Linked DNA regions of Hordeum vulgare: region 2 is linked to region 1. Evidence: chromatin contacts called from public Hi-C data. All regions are on one chromosome and are shown on one strand. Each heading gives the region's core, a stretch centred on a gene start, on an enhancer-like site or on the middle of the called end of the contact. The rest is flanking DNA. Distances are from core to core; before and after follow the strand shown. Region 1 holds the start of LOC123443753 (protein CONSERVED IN THE GREEN LINEAGE AND DIATOMS 27, chloroplastic). Region 2 has its middle 180 kb from the start of LOC123443753.

Region 1 (4,073 bases), core at 1,053-3,552:
GACGAATTCCTCGACGGGGACGGCGAAGGCGAAGAGTACGACCGCCCCGACGAGCAGCGCACCTGTGCCCACCAGTGTCTGTTTGAGCAGGTTGATCACCGGCTTTACCTGAAGAATCAGTTAATCACCAAAATAATGGAATATGAAAATCCTTTTTAGTTAAGCGTCAATGATAATACTACATGTTTTCCTGCCAAACTACAAGTTACCTTGTAAGATCCCAATAACCTGTCGCGAGCCAGCACCTGCATCAAGAAGGAATTATACGTTTAAAGGCAGTCTGAATTGCATGGCTGCGCTTAAGCTGAAGAAGCAAGCATGGAGTACCTCTGCTGGCTTGACCCACATTTGGCCATCGTACCATCCGGTTTCCTCATAAGGCACAACTGCCGACAATAGCCTGTCGCCAACGTAGCTCCAACCCTGCAGCATTATACGGCTGGTTGTAATATACTAGTGTATGATACCACATCCGTAGTGCATAGTATCATGTACTAGTATCATAGAACGGTTCATTTATTGTCATGCATGACATATACTAGCACATCATTTAATATGATACGGTATTATAATATGATACTTAGAGGGTGCTTGGATACGTTTTAGTCCCATGACTAAAAATAGTGAGACTAAAACTTGCTAGCCTCACCCATGCTTGGATCCAAATACTAAAGAGACTAAAATCAAGTTAATGAACATTTATTATCCTCCAAACCCTCCAATCCAGAACTTGCATGAGGAGTTAAATGAGGAGAGAGAGGACTAAGAGCAAGTACAATAAGGTACAGTCAGCAGACTGTAAGGATTAAAATACTATATTTTTGCTGAGTTGGATGAGAGAGAAGAGGAGAGAGAAGGGAAGCGGGCTCTTCGTGAAGAGTCAGCTCTAACACGTGCTCCTAGGTGCTTTGTGAGAATGAAAGGTGGGCCATATATGATAAAAGTAGTACTCTTTTGTAGCTAACTATTGTACAAGCTAGCTATAAGGTGGGCTATAAGATGGCTTATAACCAGCATTTGGCTATACTATTAACCATGCTCTAATGCACATTTTAGTAGGGGTATCTCTGATTAAAAATTTTTAGCCTCAAGACTAGTTTTAGCCTCTCTTTAGTCAGGGGTGCTTAAAACTTTAGCCTCTTAAAGAGACAAGTTTTAGTTAGATTAGTTTTAGTCTCTTGGATCCAAGCATCCTCTCAATCATCTCTTTCTTTATTTAATTCTGTGTCACCTCATCAAATACGCCTAGGTGGCATACATAATACTACTTATGATACTTCCATTACAACCAGCCTACTAGCACAGTTTCCTGTTAGGGATTACGGCCGGCGTTCGCCACACTTACCAGGTAAATCCTGAGAACCACAAGAGATACGAGGAGCAGGGTCCCAATCCCAGCAGCCAGCACAAACTTGAGCGGATCCTGCATAGCGTTGACATACATGTCACGGAGAAATGGTCACACACATCATGTATTTGTTGCACTGTTGGGAATAACATACTAGTACTTCCTCGCTCCTAAAATAAGTGTCGCTGCTTTAATATAAAATTTATACTAACTTAATACAAAATTTGCATCACTTATTTTAGGACAAAGGGAGTACATAAATTCCGCTGCTTATTATGTACTGAAATGACACTTTCGAACGGAACTGAAAATATAGGAACTGTCATACCTTTCCGGGACTGAAACTTGCGGCTGAGATTGGGGCCGCCAGAACTGTAAATGTGACCAGGCACAGGCTGCCTAGGCGCATGAAGAAGGAGCCTGGACTGAGCTCTGCCCACGAATACAAGGTGCTCTCCTTGAGAGCGGAGTACTCGTTAACCTGAGCCAATCATCCAAATTAACCAGCAAAATGAGTAGTAGTACATCTTTCATTCAGACTGCAAGGTGCATGCCCCAAGTGCAATTCTTTCTGTTCGAGACGGTAAACCATACCGGTCTTTGCTCGTATGGGACTCCGATCTCCATCCTGGGGTCCCAGCTCAGGCCGCCCCCGGCGAAGCGGCTTCGGCTGCTCTCCGGCTCCTCCTCCTTTAGCGCCATCGCCACCGCCACGCCCCTCAGCCTCTTTGTCCTCGTGGACGCTCTGCCGCCCTGCGGAAAGGCTCCGGCGAACTGCCGCGGGGATGCTGTCCCGCCATGGTCGTGCCCAAGAAGCAGCGCCACAGGCTGGACGGTGGTAATCTTCAGGCGGAGCAACATGGAAAAACTCACGCCTATTATCTTCTAGCCTACCGTACAAACGTGAGTAGAGAAGGAGCGAGAGGGCACGGCACCATGTATAGCCGTGTACCTTTTACGTGGCGCTGGTTTTTGCTTGCGGTTTTTTGTGGGTGAGGCAGTGGAGTGGTCGCGACGGGCGACGGCCAGGTCTGGAGACGCTGCCTACACGTGGTGGGATGCGCCGTGGCACGCTGCCTGCTCGTGCCGCCGTGCTATTCTACGTTATACTCACGTTCTCCTTCATGTGAGAGTTAATCACAAGAAGTATCATAATTAAGACAGTACGTGTAGATTGATATCAAGATTCCTAATTTTTTATTCAATATCAACATTATGTGACGCCGTTGCACATAACTCTATATTCGTGTTTTATATGTATTGACGCTCGAACTGACCGGTTGGTCCCACCCGTCGGGTGCCACGGTGGCCAACCGACTCGTGCCCTCGCGGTGACTAGGACGAGCCCGACCCGGTCGGCCTCTCCCCTCCTCCCCAACCGACCACTCTCCTCGCCGACGTTTTCGAGCGCCACACGCCCGTAGCAGCGCGTCGTCGCTGCCGCCATGGTTTTTGAGGACGATAGCAGCGACGACCAGTCTACCCTCCCGTACATGCACTCCTCCAACTCCTCCACCGATGGGATTTACCAGGTGAGCTCATTCGAGCTAGGGTTAGGTTAGGGTTAGAATATTTGGCGATTTTTCTATTTAGATAGCTTTTTTACTTGAGGATTTCTTTTGGTTTGGTTTGTTCCTCATCCTTTGGCAGTGGAGTGATATGTTTTAGCTTGTGCAGGTTCCAGCTTCAGTTGAGGACCCGGATTACCATGGGCTTGAGCTTGATATCATGATGTTCTGTGATAAGCACGGCAAGGCATCGATGAGGCATGTCGCATTTGAAGGCACAAACACAGGGAGAAGGTTCTTAGCATGTGCAGAGCCTGTAAGTTTCTTTCTTAGTTGATAGATTATATTGTTTGTTTACTGTAAAGAAATGATAGTGTCCTTGATGCCAGTTTCATATGCTCTTGTTGTTGAGCAAAGAACAACAAAATTTTAGAGCTCTTGTTGCTGTAAAAAAGTGCATAATTTGATAACTATAGTTGTTGTTAGAGTATTTGACGTACTTATGTTGTAATAGCTGAATTTTTGAATAGCAGAGTAATTGATGTACTTATGTTGTAATGGTTCAATTTGATCTTTAATTGCAGGAAGGTGATAATTGTGGTTTTGTTGAATGGGTTGATCAGGAGTGGTCCATAACAATGGAGAATGCATTGTTGAAGCTTTGGGCAATGTTTGAAGATACCAAGAATGGTAGGGGTGAGTGATAATCTTAAGAGTGCTCTAACTTTTCACCATCTAACAGAAGAGAAGAATAATCTGGATGCCAACTATGACAAGTTAGTTAAAGATGTGCATGGTCTGATTGATTTCCAGGAGGAAAGGGTGATTGATTTGAGTTATCTGTAGTCTAACCTAACCTATCGGCAGCAATGTAGAAGTGAAGCAGTTGCTGATATGAAAGGACAGATGGCAAAGAAAGATGAAGATCACAACCATCTAGATGAAAAATATGAACTCCTGGTTAACCTGACAAGAGCTCAAGCAGGTGTCATCCAGAACTTGAAGTTCAAGCATATGAAAGAGAAGCAACTGTACACTGAAGCTATGGAGAAATTGGAGTTGAAGAATGCAGAGCTCACAAAGTCTGAGAGAAGCTTACTCAAGAGAAGCTGGAGTTGAAGTTTCAAATTGCTGATCTATTAAAAGGAAAGGAAGTGCACAGTGAAGACAGGGGAAAGTTGGAGCTTCAGGTTGCTGAGCTGATGAGAGGAGAGGAG
Region 2 (4,073 bases), core at 965-3,464, 180 kb after region 1:
GAGCCTTGTATGGCGTGCATGTACAAGAAGCAGAGGGTCGTGACATCCGTGCTACCCGCACCTACAACAACTGCCAGGGGAGCCAACGTGTTCCCACCAGCCTGGGGAGAAGTCCCTAGAGGAGGAGGAGGTGCCTACGGAGGTGTCCAACACTGATGCCACCACCGAGATGGTGGTGGATCCTAAGGACGACCCCAGGCAATCTCTACTCCTGCCATGGGAGATAATGCCCACCGAAAGCCGTGGCGAGCTCTCTGCACACGACGCCGCGGCAGGACGAGCAGGAGGTCACGCGTAGCCCCTAGCGCACAGCTGGAGAGGAAGAGACCACGTGCAGCCCCCAATGTGCGGCTGGAGAGGAGGCCCTCATCAAGGGCAAGGGGGCAGGAGGGGAGCAGGCCTTCATAGGAACCACACAAGTGGTGGCCTTAGGATGCAGTTCCGAAAACGCCTATGCTTGGTCCTACAGCGGGTCAGCAACAACTTCCTAGAGGGTGTTTGGTTGGGCTTCCAGCCAGCTTCCGTCTACCGGCTTCTAAGCCAAAAACTCCTATTTAGAGGCTTCGGGTTGCAGCTGTGGCTTTCGGCCTTGTCACAGCCGGAGCCGGAAGCCACAGCTGCAGCCGGAAGCTCCTAAATAGGAGCTTTTGGCTTCGAAGTCGAAAGCCGGAAGCTGGATGGAAGCCCAACCAAACACCCCTCTAGTGCGGTACAGGGCCTTCGAGAGTGCTCGGACCGCACTCGACATGCTCTAGGCCGACCTCCAAGCGGAGGAGGCGCACCTCGTGGCTGAGCGCTTGGGATTAGTGGTTGTGTGGTGCAAGCTCTAGTTGGGCATCAAGCTGGGCCTCCAGCAGCACGAGCACACCCAGGAGAAGAGGAACAAAGCCGCCCATGACGCCAAGGAGCTTTGGGAAAACACCATCCACAACATGGAGGCGGCCAACCTGCAGTGCCATGAGGTAGGGCCCGTGCAAGGGGGTGGAGGAGAAGATCGCCCTCTGAGAGCAAGAGATCCGGGTGCACGAGGACGCACTCGCGGCACGCGAGTGGCACTACGTCGCCCGTGAGGAGGAACTGGCCAACAGGGAGGAGACGCTCACCGGCCGTGAGGGGGGCCTGGCGATTCAGGATTGTGGGCTCGTCAAGACCACCTCCGACCAGGAAGCGGAGCGGGAGCACCTCACGACCATGGAAAACCACGCGTTTGTTGATAAGGCTGCCTTCAAGAAGGCACGCGCCATGGACAATGCTCAGCTTGAGTGGAAGGAGGAAAATATCAAGGCTGATAATAATGCCCAGGTTGTGAAGGAGCGGGCAAATCTCCTGAAGGAGCATCATGGCAAGAGGAGACCTATTTAAGGCCAAGCCCGAGGAGCTCCATAAGGAGGTCACTGAGCTCAAGGAGTAGCTCCAGCAGGTTGAGGAAAACCTCCACCTTGCCCATAAGGGAAAGGAACAAGCTGAAGGGTAGTTGCAGTCGCTCTAGGCGCAGGTTGGTGACGTCTCCAAGATTGTTAAGAAGGCCCAAGATGAGGTTGCGTGGGCACAGACGATGGAGTCATAACACGCCAAGCTGTTCCTAGGGCTCGCTACGCGAGCTCATGGGGTGCTCAGCTGCTTCGTCGAGGACGTTGCAGACATGCCCATCACCAAGTACGACGGCAGCTACCCCGACTTATTCACCAAGGTGGTGGAGACATTAGAGCTGGGAGTCAGCAGGCAGGACGCCACCATTGAGGTAGGTGCCCACAAGCTCATGGACCAGGCAGCAACACGCGTCTTCAGCAACCTCATCCGCTATGAACCCGCCTTTGACCTCGCCCATGTGGTGGACCATGTGCCGGAGGAGCTCCAAAACAATCTCATGAAGGGGGTGCACGAGCACGTGGAGTCCTTGATTGAGCGATTCACGCACGTTGCTGAGCCCTCCAAAGAAGGAGGCGACCCTGAGGTGGTTGGTCCTGACAGCGAAGACGACACCTCCTCAGCCTGAGGACTTTATCTTTTTATTTCCTTCCCGCCCCACCACAGTTCACAAGGCCCCGTGGGGGCATAAAGGCAATTTATTTTTGTAATCGCACAAAGTTCCAATCTTTTATTGCTATTCTGCGATTTTCTTGTGTGATTTGCCTTCCTTTTTTACATTGCCTTTTTTGCTCTACGTCACGTGGACCCAGCCCCCGAGCATACTGACCGCCACTGGTATGTTGAGGCGTGGTCCAACAAGGCCAGTGAGGTTAACCTTCTGGCTGGCAGTAATGGCTCCTCCGGCACGATGTTAGGACGCCCCTTTGACATGCAAGCCAATCGTGCCAAGGAGAAAATAAAGGTGCTCGACAATATCACAAGGAAGAAAAGTTCAGGAAGCTCCTAGGAAATTACAAAATGTTCGGACTTAGCTTTTTTGTGATGCCTGAACCCTGAGGTGTTGCAGCTTGCTGCAAGTGCTTTGTGAGGCATTGATTCGTGATGCGTCCTCTGGGTGTCCGGCAAATGTAGAGCGGCAGACCGCCCCCACGAGGCCTTCGACGCCTTGTTCCCGCGGTGACAACCGTACTAGCATATCTTTTAAGTTGATGCGACAACACACGCTCATGAGCTCACTTATGGGTGTCATGCGAGGAGATAGAACACCAATGATCTTGGTGAGGTGATGTGCACGGGAGCAGCCCCGCATGCTAGAGCTCAGTTGCTTGGGTTTCACGGCGCTGTGAATACGGGCACCATGCCTAGCACCCGCTCGGGTGATTGTCATGAAGGAGGTCGCAAGTGCGAACCGTTCCTAAGTACAAAACAGTTATCTAACACATGAAACACTTTGCGAAAACAACTTTACTACTACACGAAAGAGTAAATTTCGCAACCAAAAAACCCTTGTTGTTGTGATGGCCACAGGTCAGCTTGAGGATGATGTGGCTAGGTCGCGCCCTCAAAGGGTGGACAAAAATGTTGTCATGCTGGACATGAGCCATCTTGAGGATTTTGTGGCTAGGTTGCGCCCTCGGGTTACATTCGTGCCATGTATGGGCATGGGGGACCCACGTGGACATGGGTGGAAGCTCTTGTGGCCTTGAGGTGATGCATGAAGAGAGGCTTTGGGGCATGTATAGCCCCTTGCGTTTGTACGTGCGAGGTCACAGATAGAACTTGTGGAGATGTTGGATATTCCATGTGTTTTATATCGAAACACCCTCCTCCATCTCCAGCTGTGCTGCGCCAGGTCAGGAAACATGGATGACCCTGAACAAGGCCTCCCACATTGGTGAGAGTGTGTGGAGTCCTTCTCTGGAGAGGATCAGTCGCAATAGAAGATCGCCAACGTCAAGATAGGGGGTGTATGTTGCGGTTGTGGTAGCAACGTAGCGCACGTTGATACCGGTCAACATGGAGATCGGACTCGCGGTATGCCTCCTCGAAGAGGAGCACATCAGTTTCCCGCCGGTCATCTTGGCGCTTCTCCTTGAAGGCCAAGACCCTCGGGGACCCATGCTTGAGCTCGATGGGGAGGACTGCTTCCGCCCCGTAGATGAGGAAGAAGTGTGTTTAGCCGATAGCCTTGGTCACTGTTGTCCAGATCGACCATAGCACAGATTGTAATTCGTCGAGACAACCTTTGACGCAGGCTATGCACTTCTGGTTGAAGCTTATTCTCTTGAGGCTCTTCAGGACCTTAGTGTTGGCACACTCAGCCTGGTCGTTGCTTCACGGGTGTGCCATGGAGGCGTAGCAAACCTACGTGTTGATGTTGGCGCAGTACGACTTGAAGAGGCCGCTGGTGAATTGCATGCCATTGTCGGTGATGATGCGGTTGGGGACGCGGAAGGAGCTGATACGTCTCCAATGTATCTATTATTTTTTATTGTTCCATGTTGCTATATTATCATTCTTGGATGTTTTACAATCATTTTATATCTTTTTTGGTACTAACCTATTGACATAGTGCCCAATGCCAGTTGTTGTTTTCTACATGTTTTTTACATCGCATGAAATTAATACCAAACGGAGTCCAAACGCAACGAACCTTTTTCGTATTTTTTGGGCTAGAAGACATCCAGTGGGCTAGGAACGCA

Evidence for each region. A called contact is a pair of places that touch in the nucleus more often than the background predicts.
Region 2: a Hi-C map of leaf shows a contact between it and region 1, with 2.3 times the contacts expected there. The contact joins the enhancer-like site here to the promoter of LOC123443753 in region 1. A contact is called at or near these places in 2 of 6 Hi-C or Micro-C datasets (leaf and seedling).

The regions. Positions count from the first base shown.
Region 1 is chr3H:327,061,062-327,065,134 of MorexV3_pseudomolecules_assembly, forward strand. It overlaps LOC123443753 (protein CONSERVED IN THE GREEN LINEAGE AND DIATOMS 27, chloroplastic), which reads right to left and starts at 2,303. Exons shown (of 7, transcript XM_045120275.1): 1 at 1,943-2,303; 2 at 1,677-1,829; 3 at 1,346-1,423; 4 at 328-423; 5 at 210-245; 6 at 1-108. The coding sequence starts at 2,209.
Region 2 is chr3H:327,236,492-327,240,564 of MorexV3_pseudomolecules_assembly, forward strand. No RefSeq gene overlaps it. Among protein-coding and RNA genes, the nearest start is that of LOC123443753, 180 kb to the left of the region's middle. Within about 2 kb of position 2,215, at least 3 of the 3 cell types and tissues checked have open chromatin away from gene starts, as enhancers often do. A contact at or near this core is called in leaf and seedling, where this site is marked.